Regions from separate parts of the Mus musculus genome. Here region 1 is linked to region 2. A link is a contact called in public HiChIP or PLAC-seq data. All regions are on one chromosome and are shown on one strand. Each heading gives the region's core, a stretch centred on a gene start, on an enhancer-like site or on the middle of the called end of the contact. The rest is flanking DNA. Distances are from core to core; before and after follow the strand shown.

Region 1 (3,736 bases), core at 860-3,359, 160 kb after region 2:
ACCATATCTAAGTCTTGATTTTATTTTAGAACTTTTTTTTTTGTAATGTGTAAAGTACCATGTTATGTTCTTCATCTATCTTTTTCACTTTGTCTTCTAAGATAGAATCTTACTACATAGGTCAGGTTGTTCTTGATCTCATAACACACTGTCATGTATCACACTATTGGCAGAGTTTGAATCTTAAATACTCCCCCACCCCATGTTCATATAGTAAAGGTTTAGTCTCCAGAAAAAACGGCCTTATTGGGAGAGGACAAAAGTATAAGGAAGGAGGTGGCATCTAGTGGAAAGAAGTTAAGTCACTGGGCTTGTGCCTTTAAAGAAGACATTGGGTTCTAAGCTTGCGCTTAACCTCCTTCTTGGCTTCCATGAAGTGGGGGAGGCAGCCCCTCTTCAATGTACTCATTGCCATGTTGTTCTGCTTCTCCACGGCACAAAAGCAACAGACCATGGTCTGGAACCTGTGAAACCATGAGTAGGGAAAAAAAAACCCTTTGTCTTTATTTGTTAACTATCTCAGGGACTTTGTCATAACAACAGAAAGCTGATTAATACAACATATATATATATATATATATATATATATATATATATGGAAAAGTAAAAGGAAAGACTCTATTTTGTTTATGTTTTTTTTTAAAATAAGGCTTTAAATTGATGACTTTTATATAGTAAATCTTGAATTTTCTAATCATGCATACTTAGGTTGTAATCCTAGTTTCCCGAGCAATTACACATTTATTTTCAGAGAAGCTGCTTAATCTCTCTAAAATAAAATGTGAGAAATAGTGTTTGCCTCATAGAAGTCTTATAATGAATAAGAAAACTATAGTATTTGAACTGTGGTAAAAACATACAGCAATAAAGGAATTTATCAAAATTTCCTTAACCACTTTTCAGCATCCAATGTTTGCATTATAGTTATGTCTGACTTCCCACACATAGTTATTCTCATCAAGTGTTTTCATATCACCTCACATTTTTTATCATTTCCTTTAGTAGGATTGCTAGATTAAAGAGAGTGTACTCCGAATCCATAGACAACCATGGAAATGAGAATAAAACTTGTATAAAAGTTATCTAAGATGCTTGTTGGAAATGAGGCTCCCTAGGCTGGGGATGTAGCTCAGTGGTAAGTTCCAGAGAGTTTGGTAGGTATGAGGTCCTAAGCTGGATTCATAACATCTCAAAGACAAAACACATCTGCATTTCTAAATACACCTGTCTTCCAGAGTCTTAATGTGACTAAACCCCAGATGAGGTACTTTTGTTATTTGTTTGTGTTTTTTTTGGGGGGGGGTCAGGTTCTAGAATGTTCTCAGGCTGGTCTCACACTTAAGAGTTCAAAGATATTCTCCTGCCTCAGCTTCCTAAGTAACTGAGATTTAAGGTTTATGTCACACTCTAATAAAGGTTTCACACTATTACCCTGCTTCTTAGAAACTCTCTGGAGCTGGCTTTGGACTTGAATGGTGCTAGCCAGATGTATGTGATTATTATTATTATGCTTGCTGGAATCCTTGTTATTACTCTTCAAACCAGTTTGTGAAGAGAGTAGAAGACAATGACATTTTTCTTTTTCCTGAGGTATGGCCATCATGACCTTTTGCCATCATAGTTAATAAAAATCCCCTTGTAAGGAGAATGAAAAGCCTCTTCTATAAAGGTGATTGACTTCATTTGATCAGAAAGGCAAACACTGAAAAGTAAGCATAGAAACGGGTACTCAGGTTCATGCAATAAAAGGAAACAAAACCCTGACATAATTATGTAAGAAAATTAGAATCAGGGTGCAGGAAAAAAAAACCAGGCTTTCTAGAATATATCAATTTCATATTCTTAAATACATATCCACAAAGGGGCACTACAACATGGGACAACACAATTTGGTCAACGTTCTTTTCATGCTTGGTTGACAAGAGAACAAAGATCTGAATAATATACTTCTTGTTCTTACAGGGATCAAATATGCTGCAATGAGGCCCATGGGAGAAACCCCTCTTGATCTGTCTACATGGTACAGACAATGCGCCTCTTGTTACTGTCCTGATTGTAAGGGCAAGAGTCTTATCAGCCTCACACTGAGCTGGGACTGAGCACATGTCCTCTCACATACTCACAAAGTCCTTTGGAATGCAGCCCTCGAATTTTTGCGGCAGGGAAGTCTGCCATTCCCAGTTTCTTCATCAAGGGAACACTCTGAGCCTCAGAGAGTATATAAGACCTTACTGGGTGATTGATAAAGATCTTAGTAAAAAAAAAAAATCATTAAGTCCTTAAGTCCCAAGTGCTCTAAGAAACGTACTAGTTAGGTAAAGACATCTATAACTGAGACTTTCAGTTACCCTTTTTTAATTCGGTTGCCTTGATTTCTGGTAACTTCCTACTCTATGACGTTCTCTTGGAGGCTAGGTGTTAACTACAACTTGATGGGAAAGACTTTTACTATTGGGTAGGAAAGTAAAGACAGGGCAATAAAAGTAGGTGTGGTGGTGCACGCCTTAATTCCAGCACCCTAGCAGAGAGAGGTGGGTAACTGGATCTCTGTGAGTTAGAGGCTTGCATGGTCTGCTTAGGGAGTTCCAGAGTAGCAGAGGCTTCATAGTGAGACCCCTGTTTCAAAAGTAAAACAAAACAAAACAAAACAAAACCAAGAAGGGGCAACAACGCTATGCTCTTAATAACACTGGATGCCCCTGTCTTGCTTTGCATCTACTGTGTCTTACATAACCAAACCATCTCATCATGAATGGGTTTGTTTTGATAGGCTTTGGACAGCCAGTTAGGATGGAATCAATAATGCCATTCCTGTTGCTATACAGCTAAGAGTTTTCTTGACTCTAATCACCTTAACATTTACAAAATAATAAAGAATAACTAACAAAATAGATACTGGAAATACGGGGTTTGATACATAGTTTGGGTATTGAGCTGATGTCTCTTTGGCTGCTCACATGTCTTCTAGGCAATTTTTGGGGGGAGGGGTGGGGAATCCAGGTTACATTTTAAAGCTATTAAGCTGGGCTCACAAAAACTGATTTGGAATTGTTTGGGTGCTTAGCTTTATACAACCTGCAAGGAATGTTTTGGGGGCATGGCTCTCCATGTCCACAGTAATGTAAACACATGCTTTACTGTTTGTCTTTGAGTAGCATAATCTAATGAGAAACAAATGTGGTAACTCCAATGAATCTTGGACTTTTTGGAATGCCAATACGATTTACACATTGTGTACATCCACGAGGCCTTGCATGTGACCCCCGCTTTGCATGCACACTTTCTTTGAACAAATGCACCAAACCACAGCCACAAGTAATTGGAAACAATTGGAAACTCTGCACTTTTGAGATGAAGCCAGAACCTCAAATGCACAAGGCTAGAATTAATGGCTATATATGTACTTTACACAGCGAGCAGGTCATGCTGCATAGCAGTTAAGAGTGTGAGCTTTGGAATATGACCAGCATGGATTTAAATCTCTACCCAGCCAGTTCACTACCTGTGTGATGCTGTATAAGTCACTCTTGCTGAGCTTCAGCTTTCTTACCTGTAAAAATGGGGGCTAGTACTATTAAGTCTATAAAAAAAAAAGTTCCAGAATTTACATTTTAGATTCCTGTGGATGTTCCTCTCACAGAATTTTCTGCAATTTGCAATTATACATTTCCCTGTTGCATTTGTAATAGACTAAAGAAGTGACGCAGTCTGCCTTGATTACCTGTGGCTGGCATGG
Region 2 (4,147 bases), core at 531-3,030:
CAAAAAGACAGGCAGCTGAAGGGCAAACAGCCTTTCATCAGTAGCCTGTGAGTTACTTGACAACTGCCAAGGTGCAGTGGACGCCTGGGCTACTACCAACAATTTCTTCAGTTCTATTTCTAGATGGAGCCCGATTACACTCTGAAAGTACCCAGCCACTTCCCTCAATTACTTTTGTAGTTTATATGTAATTGATGACCACACTTAATCTCCGAGGTTATTAATAGCCTTCCAAAAGATGACCCCCAAGTCTTCTAAAGCTTTTGGAAGCGCCTGGTTAAAATTACAGTATTTCCTTTGCTGGCTGCTGGCCCCCTGCCTGCCCCACCCGGGCAACCAGTACAGCGAGGCAAAGGCGCACTCTGCACACTTCCATGAATGGTTCGGAATGGAGATTTGGCCTTCGGGGCTCGAATCTCTAACGCCTCCGTTAGGTTAAGCTGGCCAAAAGCCAGTTAGATTCGTAGCTCCTTCAGAGTCTCCAGGGTGAACAAGCTACCTGTGCCGTTTCGGCCGCCAGCCCGCAGGGCTGTGCGCAACAGTTGGCGGCTTCAAAAATCTAGTACAACAGGGAAGGAGGACTAGCCCAGGCACTGCCACCAGCGGGCCTGGAGACCTCGGGAGCAGGAGGGGAGGGCATACCTGATGCAGCCTCCCCAGCGCTCTAGGAGGACTTCCCCCAAATACCATACACAACCCCCCGCAACCCCCCCAGCGCTGAAATCCGGTGAACTTTTTCAGAGGCAAAGCCATCTTCATTTGCATAACCATCTCCAAACTGAGATTTAGGTTTCCTGTAATCAGTCCTTTCAAAGGTCTGTAATTGAAAGTGCAATTAACCCTTAAAATGAGGTGAGAAAAGAGAAAAGGAAGGGAAATACCCGTTTTATCCAACACCTTCCGGAAAGCTGGAGACTTCCCAAAAGTCGGGATTTGAAGGAGTAAGAAGAGTTCGCTTTTTAAAGGTGACTTCTAAAGCCCTTGCAGCTCCTAAAAACTAAACCGTGTCAGCGGTGGAAGAGAGGCGGCGGGGAGAGGAATTTTAGGAGACCGTCAATGAGCGGCTCATTCAAGTCTCACGTTTTGCGCCCCTAGGAATCTGCAAACTCCAGGAGGTTCCCCACCCCGCCCCCACTCGGCCTCGTCGTCACCCACACAACAAAGCGGGGAACCCAGTAAAGAATTCAACCCGGAAAAGGCGAGAGAGCCCAAGCCACGCACGTTGAGGGCCAGAGTCCCTAGTGGCTTCCCGGGAGTGAGAGGGCTGGGGTGGGGGGCAGCAGCAAAGGACCTGGGTGGCACTGAATAAACCGGCGGCGCCCCTCCACTCGCGGTGCCCGCTCAAAGCCGGGGCTGGCTCTCCTGCCTGCCCGTTTCTCCCTCTCGGCTACCTGATGCGGCGTGGGGGGGGGCGCCCCTTTTCCCGGGGTGCCCACCGCTCGGTAATGGGGAGAGTGCAGGATTCCCACCTACCGTTGATCTCATAGAGGGGGGCATCATTCTTGTTGAAGCCTTTGGACACGTAGAGACGTCGCACTTCCGAGCAACTTTTCGACTTGAGCTCCGCAGCCAGCAGCGAGGCGCTGAGCGCGGCCAGGGTGCAGAGGAGCGCGAGCAAGCCTAAGCGTGCCATGGTGCGGACCCTGACGGACGCGCTCCCACCTTTAGGGGACAGAATGAGACCCGATGGAAAGCAGCGCTGCGGAGCGGGCGGAGAGGCGCGGAGTGAACACTCACGAGCGGAGCGAGAACCGGGGAGTTGAAGTTGGTAGTGAAGGAGGAGGAGGAGGAGGAGGAGGAGGGCAGGAGGAGGAGACGCGGGCGAAAAGTGGAGCTGGGCCTCGAGTCAGGCAACGGTCCCCGGTGCCAGGCGCCCAGCCGGGGTGCGGTACGAGGAAAAAGGCGTGGAATGGGCGCGGGACCCAAGGGACTAGGGAGAGGATCCGTGACCTCGGGACTCCGAAGGCTAGAGAACCCGGGCCAGCTAGCCAGGGGCGGAGGGGCTCAGGGAAGGAAGGGAAGGTGGCAGGCGTCGCAGAAGAGCAGAGTGTGGGCGGCGTCGGCGGGCGATCGCTGGCGCGGGGCTTCAGCCACCCGGCGCTGCTCCGCTCACCCAGCCCGGCTCAGCTCACTGCCCTCGGCCGCACGGCTGTGCCCTTCTCAGCTCTGCCGCTGATTGACTGGCCCGGCTCGCACAGCGAGGCTCCGCAAACTTGGCCAAGCGGGGCGGCCCTAAGGGAGGGAGGGGGCGGGCATGAGGGGGGGGGCGAGCCCGAGACAGGCGGGAGCACGCAGGGCCGGGCCGGGAGAAAACCTGGAAGCTGGGTTGGATCTGGAGCGGGCCAAATCCACTTCCTAGGGGGCCCGCACGGGGCGCGCGGCGCTCCCTCTTGCGACACGCCCTGCTGGGCTCCTCCCTCCTGCCCTCCTCTTCAGAGGCGGGGAACCTGCCCCCCGCCCCCCCCCCCAGCAAGAGAGGAAAGGGCAGTTTCTTCCCGCTTAAGGGGCCAAGTCTCAAGAGATCCTGGTGATCTGGATCTTGGGGCCTTGAGCCCCTGTCTGAGCCACAAGCCTTTCTCCACAGCCACTTGACAGGCTATCCCCATGGGCCTGAGCAGCACTTAGCCCTCCAGCCCCAATACCAGCCTCGCTGCTTCTACCCAGCATCCAGGGCCACTTCTAACCAACACCTGGGCAAGGAAGGCACACTCACATACTGGCATTGCTTTGATCCAAACAACGCGGGGTGGGGGCCGGGGGACCTGGAACTCACAGCTGGGCTGAGAGGCTCACCTAGCCCCCCTTGACCCATCACAGTGTTCCCCCAAGAGCACAAGCTAGCCCCTAACTCTAGCAATCATCTTCTCACCTGCTTCATCCCCACACACTGTTCAACGCACGCTCACACCCTAAGTTCTGCAATAAATATACACAAACTCTGAAACTGACCAGAAAACAATCACTGAACCTCAAGGAGATGGAGCTAAATCAAGGTTGCTCAGAAAAACTTTTGGCCCCACACTGCCCTGTGTAGGGTATAGGAATTGACACCCCACAGAAAGAAAGAAACGCTAAGAATTAGCACTCACCTAAGGTCAATGTGTCCAAAGTCCCAAGACTCTTGAATGAAAAGACTCTAGTGGTGGCAGGGAATGACAGCCCAGTATTTCCAATTCTTCCCGTTCTACATTTAGTCACAAGAAAAACTGGGAATGGGTGAGTCTTCCCACCTTCCAAGCTTTGTCAGATTCCATTAATGAGTGTTTTTGAAGCTCCCAGGGCTCCTTTAATGAAGGGAACCGTGCAGATTGTGAACTTGTCATTACTGTTGTTATTGTTACAATCTGCTTTAAGAGCTCAGGGTGAGAAGTGCCTCAGACACTTCGGGAGTGTGCTGGGAACTGGGCAGATGAAAAGGGCTGGAGCTTATTATTTGGCTAGACTCTCAATTCCCATAAAATTACATAGGGTGAAGATACGAACCATCATTACAATTATCGCCCTCAGAGGGTTTGTGGAGACTTCCTCCACTGTTCTTTGGAAACCGTGCTGACATGGTTGGAGGTGAGGAGCTGTGGAGGGTGTTTTGAATGCCCACTGCAGACTCCTCTTCAATATATTAACTCTTGCAGAGCAGTAGCATGAACAGACACACTGTGACCTGTCTGTAAGTAGGACTTCCAATTTCTTTTCTGTTTGTTTGTTTGTTTGTTTGTGGTAGAGTTTTCTCCCTCCCTGTAGCCCTGGCTGTTCTGGAACTCTGTAGACCAGGCTGGCCTTGAACTCAGACATCCACTGGGCTCAGGCTCTCAAGTGCTGATATTTAAGGCCTGCGCCACCACACCCAGCTGTGACTTAAAATTTTTTATGTCTGGCAACACATTTAATTTATGCACACTCAGCTCCATTGAATTCAAGGAACTTTTAAATAATCCAGGTAATCCTTAAACTGCTAACCATGAGGTCCTCCTGGCACTGCTAGCGCTTAGCACAGCACCTTAACATCCACTGATGCATACATAAAGATATTCCTCAGCAAGGGAAATATGATCTGAGATGCGACCAACATTAATAGTAAAATGAAATTCCAAACTGGGTATATGATACACACCTGTAATTCCAGAAGGTATAGGCAGGAAAATCAAGA

Evidence for each region. HiChIP or PLAC-seq counts read pairs in DNA pulled down with a chosen protein or histone mark.
Region 1: a contact with region 2 is called in an H3K27ac HiChIP or PLAC-seq map of embryonic stem cells, with 14 read pairs. The contact joins the enhancer-like site here to the promoter of Gpc4 in region 2. A contact is called at or near these places in 6 of 39 promoter capture datasets (the 3T3-L1 cell line, 3T3-L1-derived adipocytes, embryonic stem cells and 2 more), 3 of 484 Hi-C or Micro-C datasets (the HL-1 cell line, cortical neurons and embryonic fibroblasts) and 7 of 115 datasets of contacts at active chromatin or transcription factors (embryonic limb bud, embryonic stem cells, heart atrium and 2 more).

Annotation. Positions count from the first base shown.
Region 1 is chrX:52,318,707-52,322,442 of GRCm38.p6, forward strand. The region is part of intron 6 of Gpc3 (glypican 3); the gene reads right to left. Among named protein-coding and RNA genes, the nearest start is that of Mir6384, 58 kb to the right of the region's middle. Within about 2 kb of position 2,110, at least 6 of the 459 cell types and tissues checked have an H3K27ac peak or open chromatin away from gene starts, as enhancers often do.
Region 2 is chrX:52,163,143-52,167,289 of GRCm38.p6, forward strand. It overlaps Gpc4 (glypican 4), which reads right to left and starts at 1,781. Exons shown (of 9, transcript NM_008150.2): 1 at 1,474-1,781. The coding sequence starts at 1,633.